2 separate regions of the Sus scrofa genome follow, and region 1 is linked to region 2. The links are chromatin contacts, called in public Hi-C maps. All regions are on one chromosome and are shown on one strand. Each heading gives the region's core, a stretch centred on a gene start, on an enhancer-like site or on the middle of the called end of the contact. The rest is flanking DNA. Distances are from core to core; before and after follow the strand shown. Region 1 overlaps TMEM241 (transmembrane protein 241). Region 2 overlaps CABLES1 (CDK5 and ABL1 enzyme substrate 1).

Evidence for each region. A called contact is a pair of places that touch in the nucleus more often than the background predicts.
Region 1: a Hi-C map of skeletal muscle shows a contact between it and region 2, with 3 times the contacts expected there. The contact joins two enhancer-like sites. A contact is called at or near these places in 3 of 47 Hi-C or Micro-C datasets (embryonic fibroblasts, liver and skeletal muscle).

Annotation. Positions count from the first base shown.
Region 1 is chr6:108,283,483-108,290,099 of Sscrofa11.1, reverse strand. TMEM241 (transmembrane protein 241) reads left to right here. Exons shown (of 16, transcript XR_002345438.1): 6 at 1,948-1,973; 7 at 5,741-5,792. Among named protein-coding and RNA genes, the nearest start is that of TMEM241, 43 kb to the left of the region's middle. Within about 2 kb of position 1,704, at least 19 of the 83 cell types and tissues checked have an H3K27ac peak or open chromatin away from gene starts, as enhancers often do. A contact at or near this core is called in skeletal muscle, where this site is marked.
Region 2 is chr6:108,181,005-108,187,768 of Sscrofa11.1, reverse strand. It overlaps CABLES1 (CDK5 and ABL1 enzyme substrate 1), which reads right to left. Exons shown (of 10, transcript XM_021097743.1): 4 at 351-428. Among named protein-coding and RNA genes, the nearest start is that of CABLES1, 68 kb to the right of the region's middle. Within about 2 kb of position 4,623, at least 10 of the 83 cell types and tissues checked have an H3K27ac peak or open chromatin away from gene starts, as enhancers often do. A contact at or near this core is called in skeletal muscle, where this site is marked.

The DNA.
Region 1 (6,617 bases), core at 455-2,954, 110 kb before region 2:
TTCCCGTCGTGGCTCAGTGGTTAACGAATCCGACTAGGAACCATGAGGTTGCGGGTTCGGTCCCTGCCCTTGCTCAGTGGGTTAAAGATCCAGCGTTGCCGTGAGCTGTGGTGTAGGTTGCAGATGCTGCTCGGATCCCACGTTGCTGTTTCCGTGGTGTAGGCCGGTGGCTACAGCTCCAGTTGGACCCCTAGCCTGGGAACCTCCATATGCCACGGGTGCGGCCCTAGAAAAGGCAAAAAGACAAAAAACAAAAAACAAACAAAAACAATGCCATCTGGGTTGTTCATCACACATGGACACTTAAGACAGCCTTCACAGCAAAACACATTTCTCTTGCCAGCGCTATACTTTTAAAAAAAATTGAGATACAACTGACATATAACATTGTATTAATTTCAGGTATGTGCAAGTGGGTTTTTTTTCCTTAATTCTATGGCTGTACCCTTGGCATATGGAAGTTCCTGGGCCAGGGATTGAATCTGGGCTGCAACTGTGGCAACACTGGATTCTTTAACGCACTGAGCGAGGTCAGGAATCGAACCTGTGTCCTCATGGATACTAGTCAGAGTTGTTGCCACTGAGCCACAACGAGAACTCCTGCTTACTTTGTAACTGAAAGTTGGTACCTTTTGAGTTCTTCACTTTTTTTTTTTTTTTTGCTTTTTAGGGCCTGCACCCGTGGCACATGGAAGTTTATAGACTAGGGGTTTGAATCAGAACTGAAACTACAGGCCTACACCACAGCCACAGCAACATCAGATCGGAGCTGCATCTGCGACCTACACCACAGCTCAGGGCAATACTGGGTCCTTAACCCACTGAGTGAGGTCAGGGATTGAAACCACATCCTCATGGATACCAGTCAGGTTTGTTACTTCTGAGCCACAACGGGAACTCCTGAGTGCTTCATTTTTAAAAAGTATGTTTATGCTTCACGCTGGAGTAAAAAAACATTGTAATTTGTCCTCAATTAGCAAAATAATCCTTCTGTAATATCTAGAATTAATCTGTTGTCATTCCTGACCATCTTCCCTATCAAATATAGGAAAATCTATGCTTCTCCCTGCTAGAACTTTCTTCCCAAGTGCCAAGGACTAATTCTCTTTAACTAATAAAAAGGTAGAGCCCAGGAGTTCCCACCGTCGTGCCATGGGTTAAGAATCTGGTTGCAGCTGCTCCTGTTGTGGAGGCTCGAGTTCAGTCCCTGGCTTGGTGCAGTGAGTTAAAGGATCTGACCAATGCAGCTGCCACGTCGGTCACAGCTGTGACTCAGATTCAATCCCTGGCACAGGAACTTAATATACCATGGGTGCAGCCATTAAAAAAAAAAAAGAAAAAGGTAGAGTCTACACTAGAATTTCTTCATTTCAGGGAGTGTTATATGCTAAGTTCAGATTTCCCCAATCTTCCCTTTTTTCCTTCTCTCCAAGGGCGGAGTCCAATGTCCCTTCTCCTTTTTTCTGTTTCCTAATTTACACATCATACCAGAGAATTTATAGCACTGCTCAGAGTCAGAGCTGGATTAATGAAAGGAAAATTTAAAGAGACAGACTGGAATAGAGGTTGAACAAGAGCTTAATTTCTTTTGCTACAGAGGGTACATCAATTTCTCCCTCTCGCTTTCACTTTCCTGGTGTGTCAGGTATTTGAAGGCTTGGGCCTGGCATCATTTTGCTTTTCTGTGGGTAAACATAATTCTAATGGTGAGGGTGGTAAAACTACACAGCCAGAGCACTTTGCCGAAGTGACTCAGCCTCGAACCTCTGAGTCATCCTTCATTCGGTCCAAGCAGAAAAAGCCTCAATAAATAGTGAAGTGCAGCAAGTTGTTAAGCCCCCGATGAACTCACTCATAATTTATATGCCTCTTGATATAACTGTTTTCTTTTAAAGGGAAAAAAAAAGGGTTTTTAAGGACTAATTATGTCTCTTTATTTTCATACAGAAAACTTCACCTGCAAAGATCTGTAGGTAAGTTGAAAAAAAAAAAAAAAAAAACCCAAAAACTCCACAAAACTCTAAAATAGATTTAACCTAATTTTAAACTTTGATGATGAACCATCTGTTGACGATTCTCACTTGAGAGTTGACAGAGGAATTTATTGTAAACTCTTGTATGTCCCTATTTTGTGTCTTATTCTAAAATTTACTCTCTTTTTTTTTTTTTGAAATATTTTATTCCTAAGGGGAAAACAACCCGTGCTAGATTTCAGCCATTGATGCCCAAAACGTCACTAAGTGTTGTGCAATACTGATGAAGAATGAAAATGGGAAAAATGAAAATGACCTAAAGTTTAAAAAATAATATGTACAGTTTATGGGGTTTTTAAGATTTCCCATGATGGAAAAGGCACCAGCCCATGAGCCCAGGGATCTGTGTCATGCATGGTCCTGGGCCACACAGCACAGTGACCGTGGGCAGGTTCCCCACTCTGCTCCTCACTTTCCCTCGATGAAACATCAACAGGGCTGGACCCTCTGGCGGGTCCCTGTCCCCTGCTGTGCTAGTTCTGACCTGGGTGCCTCGTTGTTTGACTTCTTACCTCCTGGGCAATAGCTGTGAAGAAGCTTGGTCTCGTAGAGAGAAGACCAGCAGAGATGCTTTGATACATGGATTTAGGACTTTTTGTTTCAGATATTCCTGGGCTTTCATCCAAGCTCCTTTTTTGCTTTTATTACAGGCTGCTACTTGAAGGAGAAAAAAAACAGTCAGGACTCATTCTCTTGTTTAAAAGATTAGCAGGTGTTAAAGAGAGGCATTAAAACCCATTCATGCCTGATGTAATCAGGTGTTGCTCAAAGCCAAGTTTGATGGGAAAGGGTGGGGGTGCGCGTCTCACACCTGGGTGTCCCTTCAGCCTCAGGGGGTCCTCTGTTTGAAGGAATCTAACAGTCCTTGCCTGTGGCTGGGGAAGCGTCCTACATCCTATAAAGCCTTCTTTCTGCTGCAGGCAGACACAAAAGCCCTGAGGGTTCTCCTGTCCTCCACCTACGACCTTGGACCTTTGTATTGCTGTGCAGCCCCAGAACCTTCCCTGACAACCGCCTTCCATGCCCCCAGCCTGTGCCTCTGAGTCCATTGGCCATCGGGCCAGGGAGACTCCGTTGTGTGTGTGCCTGGACTGTTGGCGAGGCTCTAGGAGTAGGGCGGGCTGGAGTGGAGAACCTTCCTAAGCTTCAGGATCTCCTGTGTGGTCCTGCCCTTCCCAAGGCCCCCAGCCCCAGCTCCCAGGCTTCCTCCTGCCAGTCCTCCTGCCTTGGGCCAGCTGCCATGCTAGCCTGTTATGTGTGATGACAACAGTGAGGGCTATCGGGGGTGGAGTTGTGGACAGAATTGATTAGCCAGTGGACTTCAGATATGGATGTCAGGTTGTTGTGTACTACATCTACATGTGTAAGTAGTAGAGAATTCAGTACGTATATGGAATGTATATTGGTTACGACGTCATATAATAAAGTTCCCTAGGGAGTTCCCGATGTGGCTCATCAGCTTAAGGAGCTGATGTCGTCTTTGCAGCAGTCAGGGTTTGATTCCTGGGGCCGGGAACTTCCATATGTTGTGAATGTGGCCAAAAAAAAAAGTGCCCTAAAAGTGAAGATGCTCTCTTCACTGCCTCCGTTCATGCTGATGACCCTTTGCTGTTTGCCGCCTAAGGGAATGGTCAGTAGTGAAGAGGCCCAACCCGCCTACATTGTTGCGTCATAACATGGAAAGAGGAGGGGAGGGCATGTGATCGTTTGGGTGTTATGTTTTCCGATGCCTTCTTTTAGAAGGAGAGAATGATGGGGAAAGGCTAGAGGCCACGGTATTTGGGGGTAGGAAACCCATAGGCCGTATAAAACCCCACTGATTTCTAAGCCCCAAGTAGCTCCAAATCAACTTTCCAATGAATGGGAAAATGTGAAAATAGCCGTGATTGGCAGTGTTACCTTTTGTGCAAGAATTTAATAAAAACCTTTTATTATGGAAATTTCTAAACAGACATAAAAGTAGACAGAATAGTATCATGAAGCACTTAGACTTACCACCCAGGTGCAACAGTTTTCAACCTAAGGCTCCACCCAGTGCTGTATCTGTGGCACCTTAGCCTTTCATTCATAAATATTTTGGTATGTATGAGAGATTTTTTCTAATGAAATTTTTATTTTGGAAAAAAAATTGAAACCTATAGAAAAGTTGCCAGAATATCACAATGAACTCCTGTATACCTTATATCTAAATTCACTCATTGGGAGTTCCTGTTGTGGCTCAGCGGAAATGAACCCAAATAGGATCCATGAGGATGTGGGGTTCGATCCCTGGCCTCGCTCAGTGAGTTAAGGATCTGGCGTTGCCAAAAGCTGTGGTATAGGTTTCAAAGGTGGCTCAGATCCTGTGTTGCTGTGGCTGTGGTGTAGGCTGGCGGCTGCAGCTCTCGCAGTTCTGATTCAAACCCCTAGCCTGGAAACTTCCATATGCCACAGGTGTGGCCCTAAAAAAAAAATGCATTCATTGATAAGATTTTTTGCATTTACTTTCTTTCTCTCCCCATACATACATACTACATACCTATCCCATAAAATATATAAGACCATATTTATTTTTTATTACTTATTTGTTTCTGAACCATTTGAGAATAATTTGCAGGGATTATGATGCTACCCATAAATACTTCAAAGTGTATCTCCTAAAAATAACAAACTCTTGTATAACCACAGTGTGATAATGACATTTAGAAAATTAACATCTGAAACAATTCTGTTGCATAATATTGAGTCCATGTTCAAATTTGTTGAATTATCCCAATATGGTTTTTTATAGTCATTGCTTCTCTCAAAGATGTCATGTCTCTTTTGTATCCTTTAATCAAGAACTGTTCCTTAGCTTTTCATTGCCTTCAGATTTTTGAATAGTATAAGCCCACTGTTTTGTGGAATGTCCCTGAATTTTAATTTGTCTCAGTGTTTCCTCATGATTCCGTTGAGGTTGTCGCATATTTGGCAGGAATAGCAGATGAGTGACGCTGTGCGCGTCTCATTGCCTCATATCAGGAGGCACATGATCTGTCCCACTATTGGAGATGATAGGATCATTTGGATAAGGCGATAAGATTGTAATGTGCTTTCCACGGTGTTTTCCTATTGCTAAACTTATTGTCTGATTGTCCAATTTTCCATGAGTGTATTTTGGGGGATCTATAGTTTAAAAAATCTCCTTTTATATATACTGTTTTTCTCGAGTGAGCCAGCTCTGGTTTTGCTCCAGTCCTGCAAATGTCTGTCTCTGGGAAGGTGGTTAGCTGAACCCCAGGGAAGAAGGCACTGCTGCTCCGGTGACAGCAGAGCACATAATCAAAAGCTACATGGGGAGTTCCTCGTTGTGGTGTAGCAGAAATGAATCCAACTAGGAACCATGAGGTTGCGGGTTCGATCCCTGCCCTTGCTCAGTGGGTTAAGCATCCGGCGTTGCCATGAGCTGTGGTGTAGGTCACAGATGCGGCTTGGATCTGGTGTTGCTGTGGCTGTGGTGTAGGCCAGCAGCTGTAGCTCTGATTGGACCTCTAGCCTGGGAACCTCCATATGTCATGGGTGTGGCCCTAAAAAGCAAAAAAAAAAAAAAAACCCCAAAAAACAAAAAACCCTACATGGGAAATGGGGTTTCCAGGATGAACGGGGGGTTGTGTATTTCAACCTCCGAGCTCTCTGGGACCCCTTCGATGTTGAGAAGCTAAGCTGCGTGTTTTATCTCCTCTCCTCAGCGCCCTCTTCCTCCTGGCCGCTGCAGGGTGCCTGCCCTTCAATGACTCTCAGGTAAGTTCAGGTAGACTTTCTTTGCCTCCCAAGTATCTCTGAAACCTGCTTGGATGAACAGAAGTTCCGAGTCCTTCCTTTGAGAAGCGGATAAGCCTGGCCTTGGCAAAGGCATGGGGAAGCAAGCTTTCGGCCAGGTGTTTGCCTTGTCTCAAGGCTGCGGCAGGGTGGCCTTCAGAACTCAGGCCCCTTGGGTCCTGATGGGGGCAATCTGCCCTCCGTATAGGCTTGGAGAACCTGCTATCCCCAACTACCCCAGCCTCACACACTGAGGCGAAGCTGATTTTTTTCCTCTCCTCCCAAGGGCCCATCTGCACCGTGATTTTCCCTTTGTTATCCTGAGTGTGTCTTTCTTAGGCATTAAAGACCTACCCCCATCTCTGAGAGTCATCTCATTGTGGGGTCTTTTTTTCCTTCCTTTTTTTCCCCAGCATTTATCAAGTCCCCATCAAGTGTCAGGCACCGAGCCAGGCTCTGGGGACACAAAGGGGAATTGCCATTGTCCAGGCAGGAGCCTAGTCAGAGCAAAGGGGAGGGGCAGAGGGAAAGCAGATAATTATAACATGGAGAGGCCAGGGCTCCATCCGGGGAGGTGTGGGACCCTGGGAGGCATCTGGGAAGAATGGAAGGCTCAGAGCAGGAATAGCTAACAATTACAGGGAGCTTGCTGTGTGCCAGGCTCCATGCCAATGCTTTATGTGCCTTATTTTATTTAATCTCACAACAATTCCACAAGGGTAGCAGCTGTTATTATTTCCATTTCATAGCTAAAGAATAACGAAGCCCTAAAGGTCACCAGCCAATGAATAAGTGGGGATTTTAGAA
Region 2 (6,764 bases), core at 3,374-5,873:
GGTGGGCCCCAAATTGCTCTTGCTTTACGGTATTGGAAGAGGTGACAAAATGCATGTTTCGAACATCAGGCAATGTGGTAAGGACACACATGCAGGCACATGCGCACATATGTGCACTCTCGCACACATGTGTGTTCAAGGGCATGTGCACATGTGCACACCCCCCCAATAACAAGGAAGCTTTCTGGCTGAAAAGAAAATGGCATTTTGTTTCTTTCAAATATACAAATACTGAATTTGCAGGGTCAAAGCAAGGCACATTCTTTGAAATGGAAAGGGTGGCCACAGTGTATACATGGTGTCAGATGTTTTCACCCAGAGAACTACAAAGCAAGCATGCATATACATACCCAACTTGGGCACTGTCGCGATATGGCAGCACTGAAAATATACTACAGAAGGATCTTCTGCCACTGATAAGGACTATTCTAAAAAAAAAAAAATAAAGAACAAATAACAAACAAACTAAATGCAAAGGCTTTTAAACTAAAAATAAAATTCTACAGCAATTAAGCATTCATGGAATTCACAGCCGCATTTGCACACTCCCGCCACCTCCTCTAACAGATGGTGTTCTGCTCTCCTTGCAAAATGCAAGCTCAGCGCAGCAGAAGTGTGCCTGCCTCTCCCGATTCAAATGTTAACACAGTGAGGCTCGGGCGAGGGTCTCTGAGGAGCACATGGGAATCCACTGCCGGCTGTGGGCGGCACGTGCAAGACAGAGCAGGCGGGGCGATGAGTCCTGGCTGCCCAAGGCTGGCTGAACCGTCATGCTGCATTTAAACCATCAGTTTCTACTTTGCAGTAAACAAAGCAAGAGCAAGAGCGCCAGAAACCGTGAGCAGGAAAGACACTCAGATGCCATTGGGATCATTAGGGATTTTTATATGCTGGCAGCGTGTTAGGTTCTGAGAATAAATGGAGGGGACAATTACATAATCCGTCTTAGCCTCCGTTCTTGCTATAAAGATACCACTGGAAACGGTTCTACATGAAGCTCTTATGCAATCAAAAGCACTTAAAAAAACATTAAAAAAAACCTCTCAAATGCACTTATTCTGGCAGCTGAGGATAATTTTTGCCCTCCTCTTGTTGATGAAAAAATGGAGAAACAGTGAAGGAGATTAAAAACCAACATTTTTTAGCATGATGGCCACACACTTCAGATACAGAGCTTCCCGACTTTTGTCAGTTTTTCCTTTAATAGTTATAAAAGTAAAACCAGGAGAAAGCCAGCAGTACTAACTGCATCAAGGTTTGAGTATTCTGACCTTGTTTTAAAACTATGATATTAAATTGCCTACATGCTTAGGATTAAGTCAGGTTCCCTGCCAATGGTGAACCAGGCCCTTTGTCTTCTGGCGCTTTCTGCCTCTCAGATCTTAACACACACAATATTTCCCCCTGCATTTTATCACATCCCTGCTCAAGTACTTGAAATACCCCCACCTTTAAAAAACCTCGCTGTTTCAGATATCTGTCCTTAGCATGCTATTTCTTTTGACTGTTGTGTCCTACTAGGTATGCTAGGTGAACTCCTATTTAATCATCAAAACCCAGCTCAAAAGTCACCTCCCCAGGAGGCATTTCTTCCCCTTTCACTGAGTTACTCATCCCCTTGTTGGTGCCACCTCTACTCCGTATTTCCATTTCCAGGAGTACCCTGGTCATAAAGGCACTGCATTTGCTAAGCATTTGCTGCTCTCCTCTTCTAGACAGTCTGAGGGTTTTGCATATGGTAGCCCCACCCCGAAATGAAGTCTGGGCAATGCTGAGCTTCAGAGCAGCACTTGGGTACCCATCACTGGGAAGGCAGGACCAATGCTACATCCCAGCTTCAAATCCCAGCTCTGTCACCTCTGTCTGACCTGAGGCAGCTCGCGAATTCTTTAGTGCCCTTATCTAAAACCACAGGATACAATTAGGAGCTATCTTATTGAATGCTGTAGAGTAAATGAATCCCCTTATGGGAGAGCTTTCAGAACAGTTTCAGCCAAGTAATATGCACTCACTAAATAGTCATGATCTTTACTGGGAACTGCCTTCTGGGGTTGAGGTAAGCTTTCTCACCAGAGTTGGTGGATTCAGAACCTCTTCAGACCTCTGTGCTCAAATACACAGGCCTTGCTGTGGCTGTGGTGTAGGCCAGCAGCTACAGCTCCAATTCGACCCCTAGCCTGGGAACCTCCAGGGTGCCATGAGTGTGGCTCTAAAAAGACAAAAGACAAAAAATATAAAATGCACAGGCCTGCTAAGAGGCCTGCAAGGACAGCTGAAGGATGGCACATGTGGCCTGTCATGAGGTGTGACATGCACACAGACGTATGTCTCTCCTCTCTCCAGGGAGATGTTTATCATCAGGTATCACAGACCCAGACCCTGGTCACAGCTCCAAGGACAGAAGCACCATGTCCAGGGGAGGCCTCCCAGGCCTGAAGGGCAAAGGGCCAAGCATTAAATACACTTTGGACACACCACCCAGCTGGACACCAGCTCTCACAGAGACAAGAGCAGAGCTGCCACTGTAGTGCCAAGTAAATTTACTTAGGCACACATGACAATAGCTCACACCTATTGTTAATTAGGTACCAGATTCTAAATGCTTTGATGGGTGAGGCATGAGTGAGTCAAGTGACAAAGGTGATGCAGGAGCAGGTGTGATGGTCTGAGGAATTTTTTTTTTTTTTCAATGGGTGCACCTGCGGCATATGGAGGTTCCCAAGCTAGGGGTCGGATCGGAGCTACAGCTGCAGGCCCACGCCACAGCCACAGCAATAGCAGATCTGAGCCGCATCTGCAACCTACACCACAGGTGATGCCGGATCCTTAACCCACTGAGCAAGGTCAGGGATTGAACCCGAGTCCTCATGGATACTAGTTGGGTTTGTAACCTGCTGAGCCACAATGAGAACTCCCTGGACATTTTTTTTTTCTTTTCTCTTTTTGCCTTTTCTAGGGTTGCTTCCCGCGGCAACATGGAAGTTCCTAGGCTAGGGGTCCAATCGGAGCTGTAGCCACCAGCCTACGCCACAGCCACAGCAACACTGGATCCGAGCCGCGTCTGCGACCTACACCGCAGCTCCTGGCAATGCCCGGATCCTTGTCCTTAACCCACTGAGTGAGGCCAGGGATCGAACCCGCAACCACATGGTTCCTAGTCGGATTCGTTAACCACTGAGCCACGATGGGAACTCCCTCCCTGGACATTTTTAATAGACTAAGGGAAGGACAGGATATAAATGCATGTAATATGTAAGCTTTCTTTCCAAAATTTCAACCACAATGTGCCCATTGGCGAAGGGCACGTGACTTGAATCGGGTGCTCACGCTGTGTGGTCCTCACCTTTGAGGTGAAGGAGAGGCTGGGAGCATGGGTCTCATTCAGGAAAAAAAAAAGCCTTACTCAAACGGAGCAACTACAAGGTGGACGGTTGCCAAGGATTCCAGGAGGGTTGATCCTTTGGTTGGCCATTCTCAAGCAGCTGGGGGAGAGGGGGCGGAGGAGGGGAGGAAGGGCGGAGGAGGGGAGGAAGGAAGACCGCACTTGGGGCACTTTTCTTTCCTTCTTGGGTCCAACCACGCCCAGACTCCCACTCTCTGCAGGGGCCAGAGGAGGAATCCTTGCAGAGACCTGCACAGCAGCTCTGCAACAGGTCTGCGGCTGTCCATGCCCTGGGGAGCTGAAAGGAGCCAATGGAGCTCCCAAGAATACATCCTACATGTTTCCTGAAACAGCTTTGGAGTTGGGTGGGACTTGAATTCTTAGCAGGAGCAGACATGTATCAACAAGTGTCAAGTTTGTGACTGTTTCCTGCACTAGCGCCTTCAAAGAGCGAGAATCTCAAGATGGGTCCAGCGGGACCAACTGCTGTGTCCAGAAGCCAGAGGGGTTCACATGAATTTGCAGCTTTGTTCTTCCCAAGCATCAGGGGAACATCCATCATAACTGAGATGCTCAAGAAGAAAATCAGATTTGTGTGCCTCCTTTGAGTATATTTGTGGAAGAATGAAATCAGATGCTCGTTGTCAGGAATGACGTTAGGACGGCCAAACTCCATTTCCAGTGGGCTTTGGAAATTCACCATGTTTTTCCCTCCGCCGCTATAGTTATCGTCTTCTGTGCCCAAATGTCATGCAGAAAGCCCGCAGAATTCCCCATCTGTAACATATAACACTTCACTAGGAGTCAAGATGACCAGAAAGCATTACACAAAAGATTAGGACTTCAAAAGAGGAATTAACTCCAGGGAGATGGGTCTTTAAGGAATTAAAGATCACATTTCCATACAAACATCTGCCAGAAGGGAAAAAAACAGCAGGAGGAAGAGCTCCCTAGGGCTGCAGCTCAGGCGGGCAGGGCTCTCTCTTGATGCACAGTGTTTTCCGAGAAGGGCTGAGCAGGCTCTGCTCTTGGAACAGGGTCTTTTTCTTTCTGGAGCTTCATTTCCAGGCTTAGGAAAGTGTTTCTGGTATGAGGGAGCTTAACAGCTTCAGGCCACGTAGCTTCCAAAGGCACCCTTGGCCCGTGAGATACCAGAGTGCTTGTAAGAGCGTGAAGGTGCCCAAGGGGGCTCACGGCTGATACGGGACCATGGAGCCCTTTCCCTGCATCTGCTTCCAACCCTTCAGCCCCGTGCTGACACTGTTCCACCAGACAACGTCTAACACCATCCAGGATCCTTCAATGCTCTCTTTTATGCCAAAAACTGGCCTCTTGTTCTAGTTCCAGAACCCTGGGGAGCCTCTGTTGGCTGTATGACGTTTTGATCTCTTCCAGGTGGAATATTCCATGATAGCCAAGATACTCACTTAAGGACTTGAAAAACAAGTGACCAACTTCAAAAGTTAGAGCAAAGAAAATCACATTTGCAGCAGTGGTGGGTGAGAAGAGTGCTACATGAATGTGGCCCAGGGGTCTGTGTTAGGTACCTGGACACACATGTAGAAATGCATTCTCAAACCCCGTATTTCATCCCCTTACATGACAGGCCCAGGAAGCAAGAATGAACACACTTAACAATGCTGGTGTTGCAGGCTGAATCGTGTTTCCCACAGGATACATGCTGATGTCCTAATCCCGGCCCCTGCGGATGTGGCCCTATTTGGAAATACAGTCTTTGCCGATGTCATCAGTTAGAATGAAGTCATAATGGATAAGGGTGGGCCCTAGGTCCAAAGGCTGGATTTCATAAGGAGAGAGACCGGAGACGCCCAGTTGAACACAGAGAAGAGGCCACATGATGATGGAGGCAGGGACTGGAGTAGCGCAGCCAAAACTCATGGATGCCAAGAACTGCCAGCAGATGCTCGAAGAGGCAAAAGATGATCCCTCCCTAGAGGCTTCAGAGGGCGCATGGCCCTGCTGACACCTTGACTCCTGGTCTCCAGAACTTCGCAGGGATGCATTTTTGTTGTGGTGGTAGTGTGTATTTGTTTGTTTGTTTGTTTCTTTCTTTCTCTCTCTCTCTCTCTCCCCCTCCCCCCCCCCTCTTTCTTTCTTTTAGGGCTGCATCCCCGGCACACAGAAGTTCCCAGGCTAGGGGGTTTAATCGGAGGTACAGCTGCAGGCCTATGCCACAGCCACAGCAACTCAGGATTTGAGCCACATCTGCAACCTACATTGCAGCTCAAGGCAATGCTGGATCCTTAACCCACTGAGTGGGGCCAGGACTGGAACCTGCATCCTCATGGACACTAGGTGGGTTCGTTACCTCTGAGCCACAACAGAAACTCCCATTTTTGTTCTTTTAAGCAGCCTGTTTGTGGCACTTTGCAAGGCAGTCCCAGAGAGTGAATATAGCTGGCCCTCAGCCACTTTCTGGGCCCCATGCTGCTCAGTGCCACGATTCCAGTCTGGGGAGCTGGGAGGAGGGAAGGAGCTGAACGAACTAGAAACCCGAGCAAGAGCTGGAGCCCAGGACAGGTGGGTGGAGGGGTGGGATCCTGACAGGTGAGAACAGGGAACACAGAGCCCAGGATGAAGAGAAACAGACCAACGTGGTGCCTTCTGAGGCCACACAGAGCGTCAAGCCAGGGAGCCTGGGGGACACAGAGCTGGCACAAATTAGGTGGGAGAATGCATGTGAAGTTCTATGCTGAGTAGCCCACTAACACAGGACGGAGGCATAAGCATCGGGGAGGCGTGAGTCTTCTCATCGTGTTGCCAACACCATCACTATCTCCACGATCCCCTCCGTTACTGCTAAGTCACTGCAACGACAGTGCGGCCCCCTCTACCTGCTGAGGTGTACCTGGTCCTACAGTCCAGGGAGTGAGGGAAGACTTCTGGGAAACAAGTTATAGGATCTTCCTCTCCTCCTCCCTCCCTTCCACAGATATTTTCAGAGCACGTACTCTGTGCCAGACATTGTGCTCGGTGCCAGGGACCCGCTGCCGTGTGATACAGGCAAGGGCTCATCCCCACAAAGCTTAGGGTTGGGTAGAAGACAGGTACCCAGGGATGTCACTCCCCCGACTGGGGAGTAGGGGCGCTACCGAGCACATCAGAGGCACAGTTAAACTAGACTGAGGGAGGCCTGGTGGGCTTCCTGGAGGAAGTGACAGCTACACTGACTAACCTTAGGGTGAAGGGGCAACAGGCAACAAGGAGAAGATATGCTGGCAGAGGTGTTGGCTTGAGTCCAGGCTCGGGGTGGGGGAGCAGAAGGCCAACTGGAGGAACTAAGTCTCTCTTCGCCGACCTCCCCTACCTGATCAACTAGGGTCTCCCCTCCCCTCCATGAAATCACTTTGACCAACACCTG